Linked DNA regions of Mus musculus: regions 1 and 3 are each linked to region 2. Evidence: chromatin contacts called from public ChIA-PET data. All regions are on one chromosome and are shown on one strand. The core of a region is the stretch at or near the end of the contact, and the rest is flanking DNA. Distances in the headings are between cores, read along the strand shown.

Region 1 (3,307 bases), core at 330-2,829, 810 kb after region 2:
TTATTAAATTCTATTGTCTATTAATATGACTCAGACAGCCCCCAAATAATCAAGGCAAAGTCCTATGAGTTTATTTAATCAGCTTAGCACAATTATTGGGTGGGTGGGTGGGGTCACATCTAATCTATTTTTCTATACACTGGACTATCTACTTTCCAAACTGTGATTCCACAAGTAGTTGATGTTTGAGTCTTCCCCCATCGCCCCCCACACACATCCCAGGTTATTTCTGCTCCATCAGTCTATCCTGGTGGGCGGGGCATTTCACGGCCACATACTCCTGGTTCATCATGTCTAATGGAGACCTCCTGTTTTCTTTCTTTCCTTTCTCCTTCCTCGTCCTCTCTTCTTCCTCTCCTTCTCTCTTTTTTCCCATGGTCCCTACCTGCGACCCTCATCCTGGTAACTGAAAACCCACTTGCCTCTATTCTACCTGGTAATTGGCTGTAACCACTTTTATCTAGCCAATAGTTTTCAATTGGGGAATGAGATTTACATAGCATCACTTGGTCTACTGAAGATGTTGGGGGACAACCAGATCTTGGTGGCCAGTACTTAGCATTTGAATACATCTCAGCACCAGACACAACTCACAGCGACGTTCAAAATAACTGAAGAGCATGCAGCCTATTTGGATGAAGAGAGGAAAAGTGCCATTTTCCCCAAGTGCCTTGGTTGAGGTAGCAGTCACTACGCATATTAATACAAATACTGATTATTGAAATGTTAGTATAAACGAGCATGCCTTGTTGACCGCAGCTTAGGAGCAAGTTAGAGAAAGCATCGAAACGCAGACACCGCAGCCCTGTCTCCAACGGGACTGCACACAGTGTTGGCAGCTTGTTCTCATTTAAATTTATTCACAAGCCACTCCTCAAATAGCTGCAAAGTCAATTTTAGCATCCATGTGATTGTCACAGATTTCTGCGTTAGATGAGGAATTAATGAAGCTGCATTTACAATCTACATTCCTAGATATAACCAACAGTGTTTGTTCTTGCTTTTGTTTTTACTTTTGTTTATTTCGTTTGAAGGCTTGTGGTGCAATAATACACAGCAACATCTTCAAATGAGGACCAATAAATAAAGCTCAAAAAAAAAACCCTCTGTCTGAAGACAAATTATTTAAATTGAGCACCCAGTATATACATTTAACATTCATAATTTCTACTCCTCATTTCCTACCAGCAAGTTGTCTTACTATAAATAAATGAATTATAAATAAAAGAAAGCTGACAGGAGCCTTAGAGGAGCAGAAGTTTGTAGTACACAATAAAGCCTATTACTTCTGTTTAGGGGCCCTATGTCTCTCCCCGAGATTATGGCTTTTAGACACGCACACCCAGTCATTGAAAGCACACACAGCTACAGGGACCCTCCCCCAGCATGCACACTCATGCATCTATGTCACATGGGCTGGTTTGCTCCACATGTGTCATTAATTGTCAAGAATGCTGCTCAGACGGCTGATCGGAAGATAGGCAGAGCAGGATATCGAGACAGCCCAGGGTTTCCTTGTCAAGTAGGTTTAAAACATTTTTTCCTCTTCTCTCTCTCTCTCTCTCTCTCTCTCTCTCTCTCTCTCTCTCTCTCTCTCAACTTCCTTCCTGTTCTGCCAGTCCTCAGTCAGAGTTGAGAGACAGAGGTAACCTCCAGAGACACAGGGCCGACTGGAGCCTGGAATGTAAGTTGAATGCCTGAGGTGGGGAGGCTGCAGGTGGGCGCAGAGTCCTGTAGGAAATCTCAGAACCACCCTACTGCCCTTGCCAGAGGAGCTGTTGCTGTTCTTAGGAAGGGCGGTTCTTTAAACCGAACTTCATGATAAGAAAGTGCTAAAGAGATTGCTGGAGCAGAAAAGGGGAAGTCAGCCCTGAGAAGGGGAGACAAGCTGAAGGAGGTAGGAGAGAGTACCCTGCTACCAGAATGTTCTAGAGAAGGGCTCTGGGGATACCTGGAATGGGGGCGGAGTGGGGGGCAGCACTGGGTGGTTTCCTTGCTAGGCAGGAGCTGGAATTTGGCTGCGCTCAGGAAAAGGAAAACCCTACCTCTGATACTGACTGTGCTGTGGATGGCGGCTTGTGCTGGGGTGGAGATGTGTGGTTTCCTGTTTTTGAGCACACTTTAAAGAGACTGTTTGAAAGGAGAGAAAATATGGTGCAGAGCTGTCAAATGCTAAGCCCTTAGCAAAAACCAGGGGAATTAAATTCCTGCAGTGGGCTGGGCAGGAAGATATTCACTGTGACTGCCAAAAAACAAAGCAGCCCTCCACATCAAGGGGAACTGATGCAGACCCAGAAGATGTGGAGAAAACTGTGGGAGAGGCACTAGGAGAGTCTGCGTGGGCCCAGCTATAAACGTGGTCGGTGGGCCTTCCAGCTGTCGTGGTCTGAACTTTGGCCTTGCTAGAAGGGCTCTAGGCATCACTTGGTATGCTCTCCTCTCTTTCTCAGGTTTTCCAGTCAGCAAGTGCTAAATGCCCCATTTTGGGTAACTGTAGCATGGGTCTGAGAAGCTCTGAGTAGTTTTTCACTAGGCGGTGAGGGAGTCAGACTCTTACAGGAAGGCCCCCAAACCACCCCTTCACAAAGACACTAAGAGCCTTCTGAAGTCAGGCTTAGCACACTGGGTTCCCCACATGAGAACTCAAGAAGAGATCAGCGGTGACCTGCTGGCTGGGAATTTGTCACCAACAGGTGCCATTTCTCTCTGTGGCATTTCTAAGAGTGTACCCCTGCCCGTTTCAAACACAGTGCAAGTTTACTGACAAAATGAGCTTATTCTTTTGTGAGTCCTTCAGGTTTCTGATAGAACATGATCAACTCTCCTTCCACGTGGCCCACACTCTGCCAGTGAGAAACAACCATGACTAGCCGGCCTAAACCTCATGGGCATCTTCTTGCCCTCGGAATTTGGTCCTTCACCATTTTGGAGAGTGTGGGTCTGTCCCAGGGAGACAGGCTTTGCTCAGCCGCGCACAGTTTGGTTTCCACTGGAAGCTCAGAACAGCAGAGTTACTCTGAGGGGAATTTACGGGAATATGATCCGTGACAAACTTGAGCTAACAGGAAGGGAGAAGAAGCCCTGTGGGGTGAAAACTAAGCAGAGAGAAAAGACAGCCAGGGTTGGCTCAGAGCCCTCTGGTGTGCCAAGCCTGGTATTGAGAAACTCACGATTTTCATACTGAGAGAATGGAGAAGAATATTAAGGAAGTGTTCAGCAGTTCATATAGTGGTACAGTAAAAGAGTTGATAGCCTTAGACATTGTCTGTGGAAGAAGATTTCTCTAATCCCACATGTGGAATGTCTT
Region 2 (3,003 bases), core at 337-2,836:
AGCAGATTAGATTACAGCTGTGTCACGCCTAAGGATTAATACCACAGCACACAAAAACTCTTGCAATCTATGTGATTATAACAAGAACAGTAAGGAAAATATAATCTATACATGGAGGTGTGAGTGCACATTAACTATTACTCTAAATAGCAGCTGTTAATGTCTACACTGTTACTTTGCAACACGGGAAAGGTAGTGTTTTGATGGCTTTTTAAGAAAGCTCTTTCTATATAGTCCAGGCTAACCTGACACACAACTGATGCTGGGGTTACAGGTGTGTGCAATAGCACCCAGCCCAGGACTTACACTTTAAGAAAGTAAAAATGGCCGGACAGTGGTGGCGTACGCCTTTAATCCCAGCACTTGGGAGGCAGAGGCAGGTGGATTTCTGAGTTCCAGGCCAGCCTGGTCTATAGAGTGAGTTCCAGGACAGTGTAGAGCTACACAGAGAAACCTAGGGGCTGGGGGCGGGGGGGGGGGGGGGGAGTAAAATTGGCTTAATTGCATCTCCTGAAAGGAAAATTTGAAACTTTAAAAGAGCTGTTGGGGGGGGGGGGGAATTATGTTACATCCTCGACCTTGTACAAAGATGCAGACTAGCTTCATCTTCAGCCCTTAGTCCATCTTCCAGGGTCACTGCTAAAGTTTACACTGCAGGGATAAAGTGTAAGGCTCTGTTGGAGAGAGGGACTAAAGTGCCATTAACCTGGTACAGAGACTACCTGTCAAGCATGCAATTCTAAACACTTCTAAAGTCTAGACTGGCAAGTCCCTTCTGAAAAGAGTAACCCTGTGTATCACTCACAGCCACTCAAAATCAGTCCCTATGAAAAGAACTTAGTGCGCTCATTATCGTTGCTTATTCAACACTAAGTGCAGAGAAATATACCAGCGGCTCCAAGTATCCCCTCCTCACACTATCCAAACCACCTTCAGACAGAAGTAGCTTCCTAATAAATAACTACTTTACAGATGCCGGTATATAAGCACAGAGTGAGTAATTTACCCAAAATCACACACCTAAGAGGGTCCAGGATACAAAGCAAACAATCTATTATGCAAAGTTAAGTCATTGACATTTGGCTCAGTCACGTTTTTGCTACGTTTGAATTACAGACTTTTAATTTTTTTTCCCAGAAATATCTGAACTAGTATCAATAAGGTGAAAAATAGTTTTAAAAAGAACATTTTGTCTAAGCATTTAAAATCATTTTTAGCAGACGGCGATGACCACCAGCACAGCCAACTTTGGGAATGGCTACGTGAGTCCGGCAGTAAATGAATGGCACACAAGTACCCGGCAGGCTTTTCACTCGGGTTGGTTTACTGCGACCACAGAGCTACATAGTGCAAAGATCTAATTAACCCTTCCTTGCTTCCGCTTAAAGGGTTAAGACTGCATAGAGCCTGGCGACAGGGCTGTCCCCGAGTTCTGCCTCAGTTCAGGTCTCCGCCCTCCGGGGATCGCCCTGGGCACCCCCACCCCCAACCTGGCGAAGGGGAGCGCAACCCGCTGGCCCTTACCGAGCTCTGTGCCCCGGCAGTGAGCAGCCATTGTGGCCACCGCTGAAAGCCAACCCTTGCTCCAGGTCGCCACACGGGCCTGGCCTTCCTCCTTCCTGTCAAGTCCCCGCCCAGAGCCACGCCCCTTTTGCAACGCCCTACCAAAGCCACGCCTCTTCGGTCCTGTACCACTTAAACTTTTCTCCAGCTCCTGGGCTTGGAGCCCAGCCAGGTCATCACCCTACCTGTTCCCTGTCTTTCCAGGTCAGGCCTGTGACTTGAGCATTCCCCAGCTCCAGAAGTCTCCCAGACCATTTTTAAATGCTTACATGGCCAATTGAACTAGACAGAATCAGACTTAGGAACTTTAGCTGTAGGATCATGTGAGTGGCAGGACTGGATTCTTTCTTGCATGAGCGGAGCAATGTAGTCTTGGACCCGAATTGTGGGTAGTGTTCCAGAGCCCTCAGGGGACAGCCAAGGTAGTCTAGGAGCTAGAACGCGCTGTAATTTCTAGTCTGGACTCAGTGAAAGAGCAGCTAGGACATAAGCTTAGGAAGACTCGGTTTCTTATTTTTGTTTTTTTTTTTTTTAAGATTTATTTTATGTATATGAGTACACTGTAGCTGTCTTCAGACACACCAAAAGAGGGCATTAGATCGCCATTACAGATGGTTGTGAGCCACCATGTGGTTGCTGAGAATTGAACGTAGGATTTCTGGAAGAGCAGTCAGTGCTCTTACCGCTGAGCATCTCTCCAGCCCTTTCGTTTTGTTTTTAAGACAGTTTGCTTTGTAATCACGGTTGGACAAGAGGTTGCTGTGTTGAATCTCCTGCCCCAGACCCCAGATCCCCATTGCTGGGATTACAGGCAGATGCTACATTCAATAAAAGGTCCAGCTTCTTTCATTTAGAAAATATAGTATTTTCATTTTTGTGTCTACACACATATGTGTGCATAGCACATGTGTTCAGGTATGTGCAAAGGCCAGGCCAGGCCACTCTGGACCAAGAGTTAGTCAGGAGCTGGGAACCATACTTAAGTGTTAAGAAGCGCAAGCACTCTCAACTGCTCAGTTCCCTCTTCAGGCCTGAAAAGAATTTTTTTAACTTAGTTCTGTGAATAATTGAGTATGTAACCTAGGACACACTACTGGCCTTAGTTCTGTGAATAATTGAGCATGTAACCTAGGACACACTACTGGCCTTTGTGAACTTCATTTTCCTTATCTGTAAGAAAGGATCGCGACAATTTCTTTGCTTTCTAAAGTTGAGATTCAGTGATGATTTTTCTCAGCCTGGTTTCTCTGAATTACTCCAGGTTCACAGTCTAGGGGGTGAGCCACTGTATCTGTACTCACATGGACCATCTCTGCTGAGCTACAAGTTTGTCTGAACTACAAGTTTCTCTAGTGAATCAATTGCTCTAGTTCTTTCATCTCAGGAAAGTCCTGCCAGAGATGTACATATACCCAGAGACTCAAATTTTGAGAATTAAGC
Region 3 (3,239 bases), core at 377-2,876, 950 kb after region 2:
TTATTTCCTAGCACAGTAATGAGCTAACCAGGAGCTGGGGTCCCCCATACACCTTTGGATCTGAACAATATACTCCACCATCAAGGAGGTATCCCGGAGCCAACTTCCTCAGAATCCTGGCTGTACCACCTAACAGCTGACTTTCATATACTATCTAATGCTCCTAAGCATTCGATAGGTTATATATTCTAAGTCAATGTGTATGGAAACCTCTGGTGCAGTTTTGGGGAAGAAAGCTCTAGAATATCTTCTGTAAACCATCTTAAATGTATGTTTATGGAAAGGTCTCTTTGCTTTCTTTTTGCTTTTCTCTCTTTTTTTTGTGTGTGTTGTTGTTGATTGTTTGTTTGTTTGTTGACACACAGTTTTACAAATTTGAATAAGTATTCTGGCAGCAGCTTTCATTTTGGTAAGAATTCTGAAGAGCAAGGGATTTAAAATCATGAGGTAAAATTCAATGATTAAGGCTTCTTCCCCCTCCAGCTATCCTAGAGCTCAATCTCTAAGAGACAGGGAGGGGACAAACAAATGAAATGCTGTTTGAGTTGTGGAACTAATGGGAATTGTAAAGTACTACAAACTAAACGCATTTATCCTGCTGCCTTTTTCTTTTTTTTTAAGATTTATTTATTTATTATATGTAAGTACACTGTAGCTATCTTCAGACACACCAGAAGAGGGCATCAGTTCTCATTACAGGTGGTTGTGAGCCACCATGTGGTTGCTGGAATTTGAACTCAGGACCTTCAGAAGAGCAGTCAGTGCTCTTCACCACTGAGCCATCTCTCCAGCCCAAAACCTGCTGTCTTTAAAAACGAAACAAACTTAAGGACAGTCCTGTTATTCGGAGTCATGCTTTTGACTTCTGGTACTTTACAAGCTATTTGAGTGGGGAGGAGGGGAAATGTATTTGAGTCTGTCTAGCCTAGGCTGGCCCCAGCTCTTGGCAATCCTGCCTCAGCCTCCGGAGAGCCTAAATTACAGATGTGAGTCACCAGGTCTCTTTTAAACGCAAGCAACAAGGACCTCGGATCTAAATGACAAGTTACAATAGTTCAGCTAAGTAACTATAGGAACAATTGGCTGAAAAGCGAATACCAATGTGTTTGCAATGCAGGAGCAGAAAATCCATACACTGCAGAAACAGTTGAAACCAAATAGGAAGTGGGAACTAGCATAATTTTCTTATCGTGGCCACAAAAGAAAGGCACTAAAACACTTCTATCCCCTCAAAAGACTCTCTCGTGAAAATGTAAACTGCTTCGGTATAAGACCTAGTAAGCTAGATTTCTATTGCTAGCTTCTTTTCATTTTCACATTAAAGTTGTGTAAAAACAAGCATGCTGCTTAGAAAATACCGAATCAGCGTGCACTGAAGATAACAAGCATGATGCGCCGTTTTTATTTGTGCTAAAAAAAAAAAAGAGGAGAAATAGATTGTTACCTTATATTATTTAAACTTTCAAATGTGCTAGGGTTCCTGGAATTTGGAGAGGGAACCGAAAGGGTTTTATGGTTCTTGGGAGACAGCAGAGCACAAAGAGCCAGGGGGTGGAGTCTAGAGCTCCGCCCACTCCTTGCTGTTTTCAATCAGGTCCGCTCCCAGGAAATATAAGCTCTTGCTCGGCGGCGGATTACTGTAGTTTCTCCTGTCTCTTTATTAGGTTGTTTACTAATATGTCAGGACGAGGAAAAGGCGGCAAGGGTCTGGGGAAAGGTGGCGCCAAGCGACACCGCAAGGTTCTCCGCGACAACATCCAGGGCATTACCAAGCCCGCTATCCGGCGGTTGGCTCGGCGTGGCGGCGTGAAGCGCATCTCGGGTCTCATCTACGAGGAGACTCGCGGTGTCCTCAAGGTTTTCCTTGAGAATGTGATCCGCGACGCCGTCACCTACACCGAGCACGCCAAGCGCAAGACGGTTACGGCTATGGACGTGGTGTACGCGCTCAAGCGCCAGGGCCGCACTCTGTACGGCTTCGGCGGCTAAGCGAGCCCTCCTGTGCCTAGGCCGTTCCCTTGGCCGGCTTCCCCCATCCACAAAGGCCCTTTTCAGGGCCCACAAAGCATCAGAAAGGAGCTGTGGACATTTGTAGTTCTCACTAGTTATGAGCGTCTCATTACTTTTTGTATTTGGTATGCTTTGTCTTGTATGCAAATTGAGCTGCCTGGGTGCACTTTTTCATTGGAGGACTTGGGCTGGTGGCCCCGCCTACCGCCTGGGACCTGCTCAGAATGCTTGCGGAGTGGTCTGCGTGAATGAGTTTTTTTAGGTGTCTGTTGAGTTGACAGCCCCAGAGTGCTAGGGTGCAGCCTCTGCGGACGCTCTAAAAAGGGGAAAAAAGCTCCTGTAGAGACAGTGGACCTGAATGAGGGCAGGTGTGGAGGCTTGGAACCCCACAATAAAGTCACCCTGTAGCTTAAACTTGGCTTTCTCAGCTGTAGCTGTTTCTCTGCCTTAAGCACGTGGGTTTGGGGGAAGAGGAGCACTCGGATGTCTACCATTTAGTTCAGGCTGGTATAAGTCTTTCGGTGGTCCTTCTGTTTCAGCTTCCACAGACCATATGTGTCTCATTTAAGTCTTCAGAGTAGGTTAGTCACAGCCCTTGCTGCTCCTTCAAAGTACTTGTATTCGATGCTCCATACCCAGATGGGTTTAACTCTGGATCCAGGAAGTCGCTTCCTTAGGCCCCTGGACTCAGGTCTGCTTACCGGCTTTCTGTACACATTACTCAAAACGGTAGTTTTGTTTTTCAGATCTCTAGGTTTTTACATCTGATGTTTACGGGTCTTCTCACTGGCTGAAGAAATAGGAGACTGTTCCTACAGTTCCTGGAGCAGGAACCTGGCATTTCATTAAGATATGGTTATCTCGTGTTCAATGCTTTCTGTGTGGCAGAAACTTGGTGCGGTCTTTCAGCAGATTTATTTTAAGTGTTGATAGTGAGTACAGCTGTGGATGAGACAACGAAGGCTAAAATTTTGGAGCCTAGATTTGAACTCTGCTCTGTGCGATTTTACACAACCTCGTTTTATGTGCCACTGGTGTTTTTGTTTGTTTGTTTGTTTTGTTTTGTTTTGTTTTTTGTTTTTGCGAGAGTCTTCTCTGCCCCTGTGGGCTGACACTTCACTTCTAGAGTCTGAGCATACATAACACTGATACCATTAGTCTAGTGAACTCATTTTCTTAAAGCAAGTGAAAAATGAGATGTTTATTTTTCTGTCTTGAGAAATATTTCA

Evidence for each region. ChIA-PET counts read pairs in DNA pulled down with a chosen protein or histone mark.
Region 1: an RNA polymerase II ChIA-PET map of effector CD8 T cells shows a contact between it and region 2, with 6 read pairs. The contact joins the promoter of Arhgdib here to the promoter of Dera in region 2. A contact is called at or near these places in 2 of 115 datasets of contacts at active chromatin or transcription factors (effector CD8 T cells and memory CD8 T cells) and 1 of 9 other capture datasets (adipose tissue).
Region 3: a contact with region 2 is called in an RNA polymerase II ChIA-PET map of memory CD8 T cells, with 18 read pairs. The contact joins the promoter of H4f16 here to the promoter of Dera in region 2. A contact is called at or near these places in 4 of 39 promoter capture datasets (the C10 cell line, erythroid cells and liver), 3 of 484 Hi-C or Micro-C datasets (embryonic stem cells and stem cell-derived epiblast-like cells), 6 of 115 datasets of contacts at active chromatin or transcription factors (effector CD8 T cells, embryonic stem cells, epiblast stem cells and 2 more) and 3 of 9 other capture datasets (adipose tissue, embryonic stem cells and macrophages).

The regions. Positions count from the first base shown.
Region 1 is chr6:136,940,028-136,943,334 of GRCm38.p6, reverse strand. Arhgdib (Rho, GDP dissociation inhibitor (GDI) beta) reads left to right here and starts at 1,579. Exons shown (of 6, transcript NM_007486.5): 1 at 1,579-1,684.
Region 2 is chr6:137,753,160-137,756,162 of GRCm38.p6, reverse strand. Dera (deoxyribose-phosphate aldolase (putative)) reads right to left here and starts at 1,586. Exons shown (of 9, transcript NM_172733.1): 1 at 1,525-1,586. The coding sequence starts at 1,555.
Region 3 is chr6:136,802,818-136,806,056 of GRCm38.p6, reverse strand. It overlaps H4f16 (H4 histone 16), which reads left to right and starts at 1,626. Exons shown (of 1, transcript NM_175652.3): 1 at 1,626-2,064. The coding sequence starts at 1,678. The coding sequence ends at 1,989.